2 separate regions of the Mus musculus genome follow, and region 2 is linked to region 1. The links are chromatin contacts, called in public Hi-C maps. All regions are on one chromosome and are shown on one strand. Each heading gives the region's core, a stretch centred on a gene start, on an enhancer-like site or on the middle of the called end of the contact. The rest is flanking DNA. Distances are from core to core; before and after follow the strand shown.

The links. Hi-C and Micro-C count contacts between places; a contact is called where the count stands out from the background.
Region 2: a contact with region 1 is called in a Hi-C map of cerebral cortex, with 4 times the contacts expected there. The contact joins two enhancer-like sites. A contact is called at or near these places in 2 of 484 Hi-C or Micro-C datasets (cerebral cortex and nephron progenitors) and 1 of 9 other capture datasets (embryonic stem cells).

Annotation. Positions count from the first base shown.
Region 1 is chr3:109,779,800-109,785,062 of GRCm38.p6, reverse strand. Ntng1 (netrin G1) reads left to right here. Exons shown (of 8, transcript NM_030699.2): 8 at 2,152-5,013. The coding sequence ends at 2,381. Among named protein-coding and RNA genes, the nearest start is that of Gm25681, 81 kb to the left of the region's middle. Within about 2 kb of position 2,257, at least 99 of the 459 cell types and tissues checked have an H3K27ac peak or open chromatin away from gene starts, as enhancers often do. A contact at or near this core is called in cerebral cortex, where this site is marked.
Region 2 is chr3:109,852,143-109,857,405 of GRCm38.p6, reverse strand. All of the region lies in intron 4 of Ntng1 (netrin G1), which reads left to right. Among named protein-coding and RNA genes, the nearest start is that of Gm25681, 9.0 kb to the left of the region's middle. Within about 2 kb of position 2,420, at least 11 of the 459 cell types and tissues checked have an H3K27ac peak or open chromatin away from gene starts, as enhancers often do. A contact at or near this core is called in cerebral cortex, where this site is marked.

The sequences.
Region 1 (5,263 bases), core at 1,008-3,507:
TATCGAATTTTAACTTAATCACTGGCTTCTCGGGAAAAAGAAAAAGAAAAAAACCTTTGCTCAACAGCTGCTTTACATTCAAGTCCAAGAGGAAGAAAAATAGCTTCGAAAAAAAGAGGGGAGTGATATTTAATTAACTATTGATTTCTTCTCAATTATTCAAGGCAAGCAATTATCGATATTGATGGAACAGATATTTCCCTATGTCCAGTGCCCAAATGAAAGGAAATATCCCATTCTGCAATCTGCTGTCTAGATTGAGAAGTGCTCAGAATCTTTAACTTTAAGTGGAAATGGTTACTTGGATCTGTTAATTCCATGTTGCCCCAATTAAACAGATATTTCTTGAAGTGTAAGCAAAACAAAATCCTGAACACCTCTGTATACTTTCCAAATGGACAAAAACCAAAACAGAGCAAGACCCACCAGGATTTTACCCTATGACCCTGTGCTTGGGGGGACCTTGTTTCATAGCTACAGATGTTGACATGCCAAACAAACAAAAAAGAACCTGATAAAAAATACCATAATTTGGGTTCAATCTAAACTACCCACTGAGTAGCAGCTTGTGTGCTTGATGCCTCTAATCCGTGTGACACTGCCTTATGTACCAGCATTTCAAACATGAACGATTAACTAGTTCTAATTATACAAATGTATTATGCACCTGTCTTCTATGTCGCCCTGAAATGTTGAAGAAGGTAGTCACACTGGACTCTGTTTAGAGAACTTTATTATTAGCTCCACGGATGCCCAGTGCCACCTTCCCTCAACCGTTCACACACAGATGCATTCCTAAGTTTGTGGGTGTGGACAAAGCCCCTCTTCAAGGTGACATGAGTATTGAACATGATTAATAGGCAAAGCAAATGCTACTTATAGTTATTATGTGTGGAAGGTGGGACTATTTTGTAACAACGATTTGTATTTAATAGCACCATCGTGCTGTGTGTGTGTGTGTGTGTGTGTGTGTGTGTGTGTATGTGTGTGTGTGTGAATCCATCTTTGGAGAAATTGGGCCATGACATTTTTTTTTGAATGAAAAACTTATAATTTATAAAAGAAGCTCCTTTTTCTGCTCTGTGCCCCGCCTGCCCCCTGTCCAGAGTGGTCTATGTGTTAAGTGCTTAAGCAGCAAATGTTGTCGGAAAGCGTTCGTTCTTGGCTCTCTTCTTCTTTGTTGTTGTGTTAATTTCCCTGGGTTCTATTTAACATTCTGCTAAATCAGTGAAACCTTGATTATCTAAGAGAATACAAGCCATTGAATTAATGAGGTTAAGGGGAATTTTGACGATAGGAGAAATTATTAGAGGTGAAAGTTCTGTGACAGAGGCTGTGAATGGATTTCAGTCAGGAGCTGCTTCTTGATTTTCCAACCCGATTCTATTCCTTGATGGATGTAATGAAATTTTGGTAATCAGGGTTTCACCGTTGCATTTATTACTGTTCCCAAATCAAGGTAACCTTGGGCTCTACTCCCCATATTTACAAGGTAATAAAAAACTCTGCTGGGCTGTCAGGGACAAATGTGACTGCTCTTCCTCACATGCCTCCCACGAAACAAGCTTTTCCTCTTCCATCTGGCTGTTGCCTGCTTGGAGCATGCCACTTTTCTCACATCCTAACCCTGCATTCCCCTGCTTCCCTGTGGCCTCTTTGCATGCACGAAAAGGCTGGAATCGGTTCAGGGACGATGGATGGATGTCCTGACCTTAGAGGTTGTTGGTCATTTTAGCAGCACTGCTTTGCATTTTAAACGGCACTCATCTGGCTTCAAGGTTCTGTTTTCTTGTATCAGGCACTTGTCCTTTAAAAAAAACCTAGGAGGTCACAACAGGTCTCACGTACACAAAAATTTCCAAACCAGGAGCATTGCATTACCTTAAATTCGATAGCCTGAACTGGAGATTAACCAAGATTGCAGGGGAAGGGGAGGGGGAAACCTATATGAAAAGGCCTAATATGATCAAAACAAAGGCAGCCGACTACATTTGTTTGGAAATTGGAGTCACATGCTTAGTTTGTGGAGGGAAGGGGGGTGCACAAGATCGATAGAGAATTTCTTTTTTAAAGCTGAAAACATGATGTTCCAGATGAACTTAAATTGATTCTGCTTCTCCTCCCCTCCCTTTCCCTCCCCTCGTTCTGCAGCTAATGTCTGCGACAATGAGCTCCTGCACTGCCAGAATGGAGGGACCTGCCAGAACAATGTGCGCTGCGCGTGCCCAGACGCCTACACCGGCATCCTCTGTGAGAAGCTACGGTGCGAAGAGGCGGGCAGCTGTGGCTCCGAATCCGGCCAGGGAGCACCCCCGCGGGGCTCCCCAGCACTGCTGCTGCTGACCATGCTGCTGGGGACTGCCGGTCCCCTGGTGTTCTAGGGGTCACACCCAGCCCTCCGACAGGCCTGTGCTGTGGGGAAGCAAACACAACCCAAGCGATTGCCACTGACATAGAAAACACGCACACCCACTCCAACACAGTGTATAAAAGAAGAGGGCCTAACTGAACTAAGCCATATCTCTCAGAACCGGACAGCACATCGCACATCGGAGTTGAGACTGTTCATCATTGACTCCAGAGGAATTGGCAGCTGTTGCTATTCTCACTGCAAATCTCATTGCCAGCTGCAGAGCTGATTGCGGATTGGAAAGGCTGTGAGAGCGCCCCCAAGAGGAAAGACGGAAAACAAACTGATCAACCAACCTAAAAACATTCGCTACTCTACCGTGGTGCACCCTAGTACCGCTCTGCTCAGTGTGTGGGCCAACCAAATAAAAGCATTCTTCGCTGTCAGGTGCATTGTGGGTATAAGGAAATCTGTTACAAGCTGCCATATTGGCCTGCTTCAGTCCCCCCGACCCCCAAATCCCTTCCAACCTGTGCTTTAGTGAACGTTGCTCTGTAACCCTTGTTGGTTGAAAGATTTCTTTGTCTGATGTTAGTGATACACACGTGTAACAGCCCCCTCCAAAGCGCAAGCCAGTCATACCCCTGTATATTTTAGCAGCACTGCGGTCCCAGTGCCAGCTCACGTCCACTTCACAAGAGTGGTTAGAGGAAAAGAGAAAGTGTATCTATCCTTTTGTATTCAAATGAAGTTATTTTTCTTGAAATAATGTAATATGTAGATTTTTTGTATTATTGCCAATTTATGTTACCAGACAATCTGTTAATGTATCTAATTCGAATCAGCAAAGACTGACTGATGTTTGAGTTTTTGGTCCTCTTTGGTTTTGTTTCGTTTCGTCATGCAGAGATTTCTCTGTAAGGGCAACGAGCGTGCTGGCATCAAAGAATATCGGTTTACATATAGCAAGTGTAATAAGATTCCACCAAAGGACATTTTAAATGTTTTTTCTTGTTGCTTTAACACTGGAAGATTTAAAGAATAAAAATTCCTGCAGAAATGTTATCAGGAAATTGTATGGCCGTTTCTTAAGACGAAAGGAGCAACCACCCAGCAGTTTCCCAGTCACGTCACTGATTTTTGTGTGGACTGAACACAGTCAGCTGACAACTTTAATAACCAGGAAGACGGATTGATGGTCACTAGCTTGGACAACGTCTGCAAAATATGAGACTATTTTCCACCTGGGAAAAAATTATAACCACAAAAACAGAGAGAAAGAAATATCTAAGTGATTGCCAAGATTATGCCAAAGCCTGTTGGCAGAGCACTAAGAGACTTTTATTTTTAAGTCATGCTATTTTCACAGATTTATGGTGATCATGTGACTCTAGGGATGCCGATCTATGTATCCTTCCAAATACAGTGTTTACATGGAGTATCATAAGAGGCCACCTGGGGAACCAGGACAGCAGCAGGGAAATTGAGTGATTAGCAATTTGACTTTGAATATATTCTAAGTATTTAAATGAAATATCAAAATATACAGCAGCAAGTAGACATAACTGCTGTTCCTGAAAATAAAGTCTGTTTCAAGTACTGCCCAAGGTGTAATAAATTCTTGTTTCTGCCTTTTATTAGGCCAATTACTGTACATGACAGCAGAGGGAGCTGGGCGGGTGGAGAATCACTGCAAAGTTTTTGGAGGGGCTGAAACAATGTATGTTCAATCCCGGCACACTGCCACCCTGCAGGTGACAAATGTGTCAGCAATGGCATCTCTTGGAATCAGAAATAATTATGAGGCCAAACCAGAAGATTAAAGACAATGAAGTCCTACATGACTTGGTGGGACAATAACCAATGACAGTATTAGGTCAGAAGCCTCGTTCCAGGCTGAATTCTTCACCCTACCGCCAGTCTCGCTTGAACCAGGGGGAAGCAGGGGGAACAATGTCTTCTGACAAATAACCGAGTCAAAACTAGATGAAGGAACAGCATGTCTTATTGGTTTTGTTCCCAGAAAAGCCAATTCAAAGAAGGCAATAAAAGGTAAGCAGGTAATTCCTGCTCTGCCTGCCACCCCACGTCCAAGTCGATTGGATGTTTGTTATTCAAACCAACAGCATCTTTTGATATAAGAAATAGGGAAAGATGGAAATAAATTAGCGCCTTGGCTTAGTGCCAGAGTGGCCAACCAGAAATGGCAGATTTACATTAGAAGCATAAATAGAAAATCATATTCCCAGCTCACCAAAGAATGCACATGAAAATTCTGATCGCATACAGAGTGTGAGATTACTTCTAATGAGGTGGATTTCTGATATTAAAATGGAGTTTAAGTTGTCTTATAGTTTATTAGCACAAACCAAAGGCAGACTGTGTTATTTCTGGCAATGGTGCACTTTATCATTATCCAGTCACACAGCTTTGTCACAATGATCAGGAATCAGACGCTGCACAATTCAATACGTGGGATTCCGACAGCTAATTCTGAAATTTAATGAAGGCCTGATTTAAATCAACTCATCTGCATTTTATCTTTATGAGGCTATAAGAATCTAAATTGAGGAGGAATATCTTGCATTCAGTGTATTTAGATATAGTTCTCTGATTTTCTTGAAGTGATGTGATCTGCTTTTAATAAAAATTCACTTTTAGGTATATAACAAACGTAAATGAAATGTTCTTTTAAATCTGGTTCTTTTAAAAGTCGATTCATTTTAAGAAAAAAAAAATATCAGCCTACAGGGTTTTCTGTGCTGCTTTCTAGAATTCTTTGAATCTGTAATATTCTGTTCTGAGACAGGACGGAGGCAGGTAGGGTGGACTAAGTTGTATTCACATTTGAGGCTGGAGCTCTTAGTTGTTTCCTGGAAGGTTCAATAATGTGGGCAATACAGCGATCCCATG
Region 2 (5,263 bases), core at 1,171-3,670, 72 kb before region 1:
ATCCACATCTTACCAGATGCACACTTCCTCCAAAGGGGAGGGGAAAATTTGAGGGCATCCAGGTTGCCAGTCCTCTTCCTCAGACAGCAATGACACCATAATGCCACCATTTTTCCAGAGATCCCTTTTCCGAGGTTTCCCATCTTTGATGAGTTTATTCTCCCATTTGTCAGATACATTAATACAGGAAGTCAGGTTAATGTCACCTCTGTCATGTCTGCCATGTATACTTCATTTCCAGTGCCCTTCTATGACAGAAAGGTGACTTGACTCTCTCAATTTGGATAACTTACATGAGGATTCTACAGTGTCATTTTGTGAAGGCAACCTCATTTTCCTCACTTTCAAGTCCTTGGGAGACAGCACACCACACCTGCTAACAATAACAGCTTGAACTAGTGACCCAGCCTGGAAGACCCTGAAGCAATTCCTCTGGAATATGAAGGAGTCTGCAGAATAATTTCTTACAATTTCTGACCTCTTATTTATAGCGCTTTAGGACTAAGTGTTCCCAATGGCTACAGGCTGACTGGGAGATGATCTACTCACCTACTTGATGGATTTTTCAGACCATCCACCCCATCAGTGGTCATTTTTTTTCCTTGCATTCCAAGTACACTGAATCCTTACCATGTTGCCTCCTTCATGACGGAAAGCTGCAAACCTGTCTATCATTGATTTTCAAAGGATTTACAGCTTAAGCACTACTTTAATCTGCTTCTGCAGATTGGTTATTTATTTTATTATTTTTTATTTATTACGTATTTTCCTCAATGACATTTCCAATGCTATCCCAAAAGTTCCCCATACCCTCCCCCCCACTTCCCTACCCGCCCATTCTCATTTTTTTGGCCCTGGCGTTCCCCTGTACTGGGGCATATAAAGTTTGTGTGTCCGATGGTAGATCTCTGCCATGTTGACTTCTGTAAGCTTAGTATGTAAATACCCTTTAGCTATTGGCCTAATCAAGGAAGAGCTAGTCAAAAAAAAAAATGAAGGAAATATCATGCTATAACATTCTATTATGTTCTTGTCCCTGTCCTCAGCAGAATTCCATTATAATAAATATTAAAATATATGTGGCAACAGAAAGGGATAAACAATTGCTGACATCATTCTGCCTTTCTCTTGCTACACATGGTGGCAGAATGCCTCTTTGGTTTAGTTGTATGCATTTCTTTAGTGATATTGCTAGAAGCATCAGTGCTGAAATTATCCTTTCTACTGCAGAGACTCTCACTAGAGATCACCCACACCTGTGTTTGCCTCTCTCAGGATGAGTTTGCACTGCTCAGACAGGGGCTGGGAGTCACAAGCTCCAGCACTTCATATAAAGGGGTCAGCTTGGGTGCCTGCGGCTCCTTATGCCAGTCTGTGAAATGAAAGGCTGAATAGATGATGTCTTAAGTCCTTTAATATCTCAAACTTTTACCAACTTTTTGAGACTTCTTCCAATCAGAACTTTAATCCCAGCCATTTGGAAAGCTGAGGCAGGAGAATCATAAAGGTCGTCCAGGAGTATAGAGAGGATTGTAGGGTAGACTGAGCAACTTAATGAGACCTTATCACAACCATGAAGTACAAAGAGGACTGTAAATACATCCCTGTGCCAAGCACTAACCAAGCATGTGTGAAACCACACATCCAATCCCCAGGACCAATTGGTACTTAGTGAAACATCACTGTATACTACTTTGTCCCAACACAATATGAGAGACACAAAAAGGGAAAGGGAAGTTGTCTTGCTCCCTCGGTGCTCTCAGAGAAACACAGCTGAATCACAGGAAAGAAAAGTCCATCATGGAAGCCTGTACAAAAAGCTATGAGATTGTGACCCTGACAAGACCAGCCAACATCAGGGGTATGGAGAAAGAAGGGAAGAAAATGCTCATGAGCTCAGTGTCAAAGGTAGAAATGTTCTGTAGGCAAAAGTTATCAGTTCACATGGAGCAAACAAAGAAAAAGAAAACTGCCAATATGTGCCTAGACACATATCTTAGCCTCAAGTACAATCTTAGTCATGCCATCATTCATGGTTGCAGTGGCCAGGCCATTGTAGAATGGGATCAGATCTTTTGGTTCAATTTTATGGAGCCTGAAGACACCTTACTTGCCATTTCTAGTCCATCCTGCATCAGTTTCTTGAGTTCTTAAAGTATTTCTCATGGTTTACATACTGCCTTTCTAGTGGATGTAGTGGGTTTTCTAAGTTCTTCAGTTCTCTGCAGACAACCCAAAGCAAGGAACTTTTGACATTAAAATAGGGACCATTAGGAGAAAATAACATTTTGAAATGAATTAATGGGCATCCCTTGGTGCTCAGATATATTCAATTTCAAAACTCCTTATTCAAATGAGCAGTTTAAAAATCTCTTCTGAGCAATTACCATTTTTACAGACATGGAATAAAGAGTGACTCATCTGGCAGTACCTCAAAAAACCACACCACACAGAGTGAAGAAGAGCCTGAATTCTAAGCATCCAGTGTTAGGTAATAGCATCTTCATGAGGAAAATAGAATCTCAGAATAGTCACAGTTGGCACCGTGTGTGGACTTGGAATGGACGGGGCTCTCCTGCACTTGAGACCCCAGAGGAACAGAACCACTTTTGCATCTTTCTGAAGCATTCGACAGCGGCAAGCAGTGCAGTAGGCTGCCGTTCAAGCTTGTTTATTATTGTGTCTGGTGCAACTCCCTGAGCGGTCCACCTTGCATTTATGCATGGCTCTCTGCCTCCGTGGAAGTTTGAAAACACATGAAGAGTCTCTCCCTGCTATCTTAACTTCCATTCTCTTTGATGGATTGCAACAGGCAAGCAGTGCCTTGCATGAGAGAAGAGTTTTCAATCATGAGGAAACTCTGAGCCTCTGCAATTGATGCTGAAATTATGATGCTGCCATCGCGCCTCACCCAGTAGGGAATTTGCAAAACTGAAGGAAAAGAGAGAGAGAGAGAGAGAGAGAGAGAGAGAGAGAGAGAGAGAGAGAGAGAGAGAGAGAGAGAGATTCAGTACCAAGGGAATGTCACATTGCAGTAAAGACAGTTGACTCAACTGTTGGGCTTTGAGTCTAGCTGTCCTTTGCAGAAATCACACTTCTCTTAAAATTCAGTTCATAGGAGGGAGTTGAAATATGGAAATTTAGTTTGCCAATTTTGATTGAACAGAGATCAGTAATTAAGCTGGAGTTTTATAAGCTACAAGCATTTAGGGACTGAGGACATGGCTCAGTGGATAAGGTAGGTGCTCAAACACAACCATGAGAATCTGAGTTCAGATCCCAGTATCCACACAAGACTTGTCCAGTGGCACATGCTTATAAAACCTAGTACTGAGGGTGGTGACAAGACAGCCAGATTACACTGGCTCAATGGCAACCCTGCCCAGCCAAACTGTTAGATTCAAACTGAGTGAGAAACCCTGTTTTAAAGCTATATATGTAGCAGAAGGAGGCCTAACCGACCATCATTTCGAGGGGAGGTCCTTGGTCTTGAAAAGATTATATGCCCCAGTACATGGGGAATGCCAGGGCCAGGAAGTGGGAGTGGGTGGGTTGGGAAGCATGGCAGGGGGAGGGTATAGAGGACTTCCTGGATAGCATTTGAAATGTAAATGAAGAAAATATCTATTAAATATTGTTTAAATTTAAAAAAGTAGGATGTCTCAGGCAGTGGTGGCACATGCGTTTAATCCCAGCACTTGGAAGGCAGAGGCAGGCAGATTTCTGAGTTCGAGGCCAGCCTGATCTACAGAGTGAGTTCCAGGACAGCCTGGGCTACACAGAGAAACCCTGTCTCGAGAAACAAACAAACAAACAAACAAAAAGAATAAAAATAAATAAAAAGGAGGATGGAAAGGAATAGAAGACGGTACCTAACATTGAACTCTGCCCTGTACATGTTCAGACTAAAGGGAGTTTTTATCTTTCCTTTTTTCCACAGTGTTTCCCATATATCATAATAATCCTTTATCTTTTATTCTCCCCTTTCTCACATGGACACAGAAACATAAACTTTATTTAAAAGCCCACAAAGCTAGATGTCTCAAAGAAAGGTACAGTGATCAGTTCAGTTAAGCAGAAGGCAGTTGCTTGAAGGTTAGTGTTAAAATAGAAGCTTAACAATTTTTTTAAAAAAATTTATTTATTTATTGTATGTATATGAGTACATTGTAGTTCTCTTCAGACACACCAGAAGAGGGCACCAGATCTCATTACAGATGGTTGTGAGCCACCATGTGGTTGCTGGGAATTGAACTCAGGACCTCTGGAAGAAGTCAAGTGCTCTTAACCACTGAGCCATCTCTCCAGCCTGAAGCTTAACAATTCTTACAGTTCCTACTTGTGAAGAACATGTTTGACCAACTCATTAGCAGCTCCTACTTACTGCCTGCATATTCTATGTTAAGCCTTCTTCAGGGTTATCTTGCTCAGTCCTCACAGCAACCCACTGAAGTAGATATGGTAGGCACCTTTGTAGATGGGCTTGAAATGGCCAAAAATTACCTTACTAGTGAATAGTAGCAATGCAGAACCCTCACAGAGGACAGCAGGATCCTCATCTCATTGTCACCAATACAGCAACCATAAGCTTGGTGTCAAGAGGTAAATCTCTAGCATTTAATCAGCAACATCTATCACAGAGCTGCTCAAGGAGTAAACTAAGACAAGAGTAACTAATGCAAGAATATTACTTATGAAATAACAGCCTTTATGATTTCCATCTATCAATTTATATAATAATACTCACAACAAATAGAGACATTGAAAAACTAGGTGAACACAGAGATCACAAGGAACTTCCCAAGACCCCAAAGTTAGTATGAATTTAAGAGTTGGAGCCATCCTTTGAACCTAGATGTTCTGGCTGCTGAGATTCTGTGTTAGCTCAAAGTATTATAGTGCATGGTAGGACTCGTACTGCAGATGCAGAGTAAATGAATGTCCACATTTCTACCACATCAGGCCAAACTCTGAAATGTGAATCAACGAGAAGCTGAATCATTGGTGAATCCATGATCAATATGAACAGTGTAATGCTTTCTTGAATTATTCTGCTCAATTAAGTTCCTATTACAGGGTTTAATCCACGTATCTGACAGGTAAAAGAAGAGTAAGAAGGATGACTATGTGAAATTAATCAAACAAGCTGTCAAATGATTTTTCAGCAGTTAATGCTTGCACCTCATAATGTATCAAGAGAGACCTACTGCACATGCAGCTATATTTGCACGGGTGCACATAGGGTTTACTCAGTAAGGTGGTC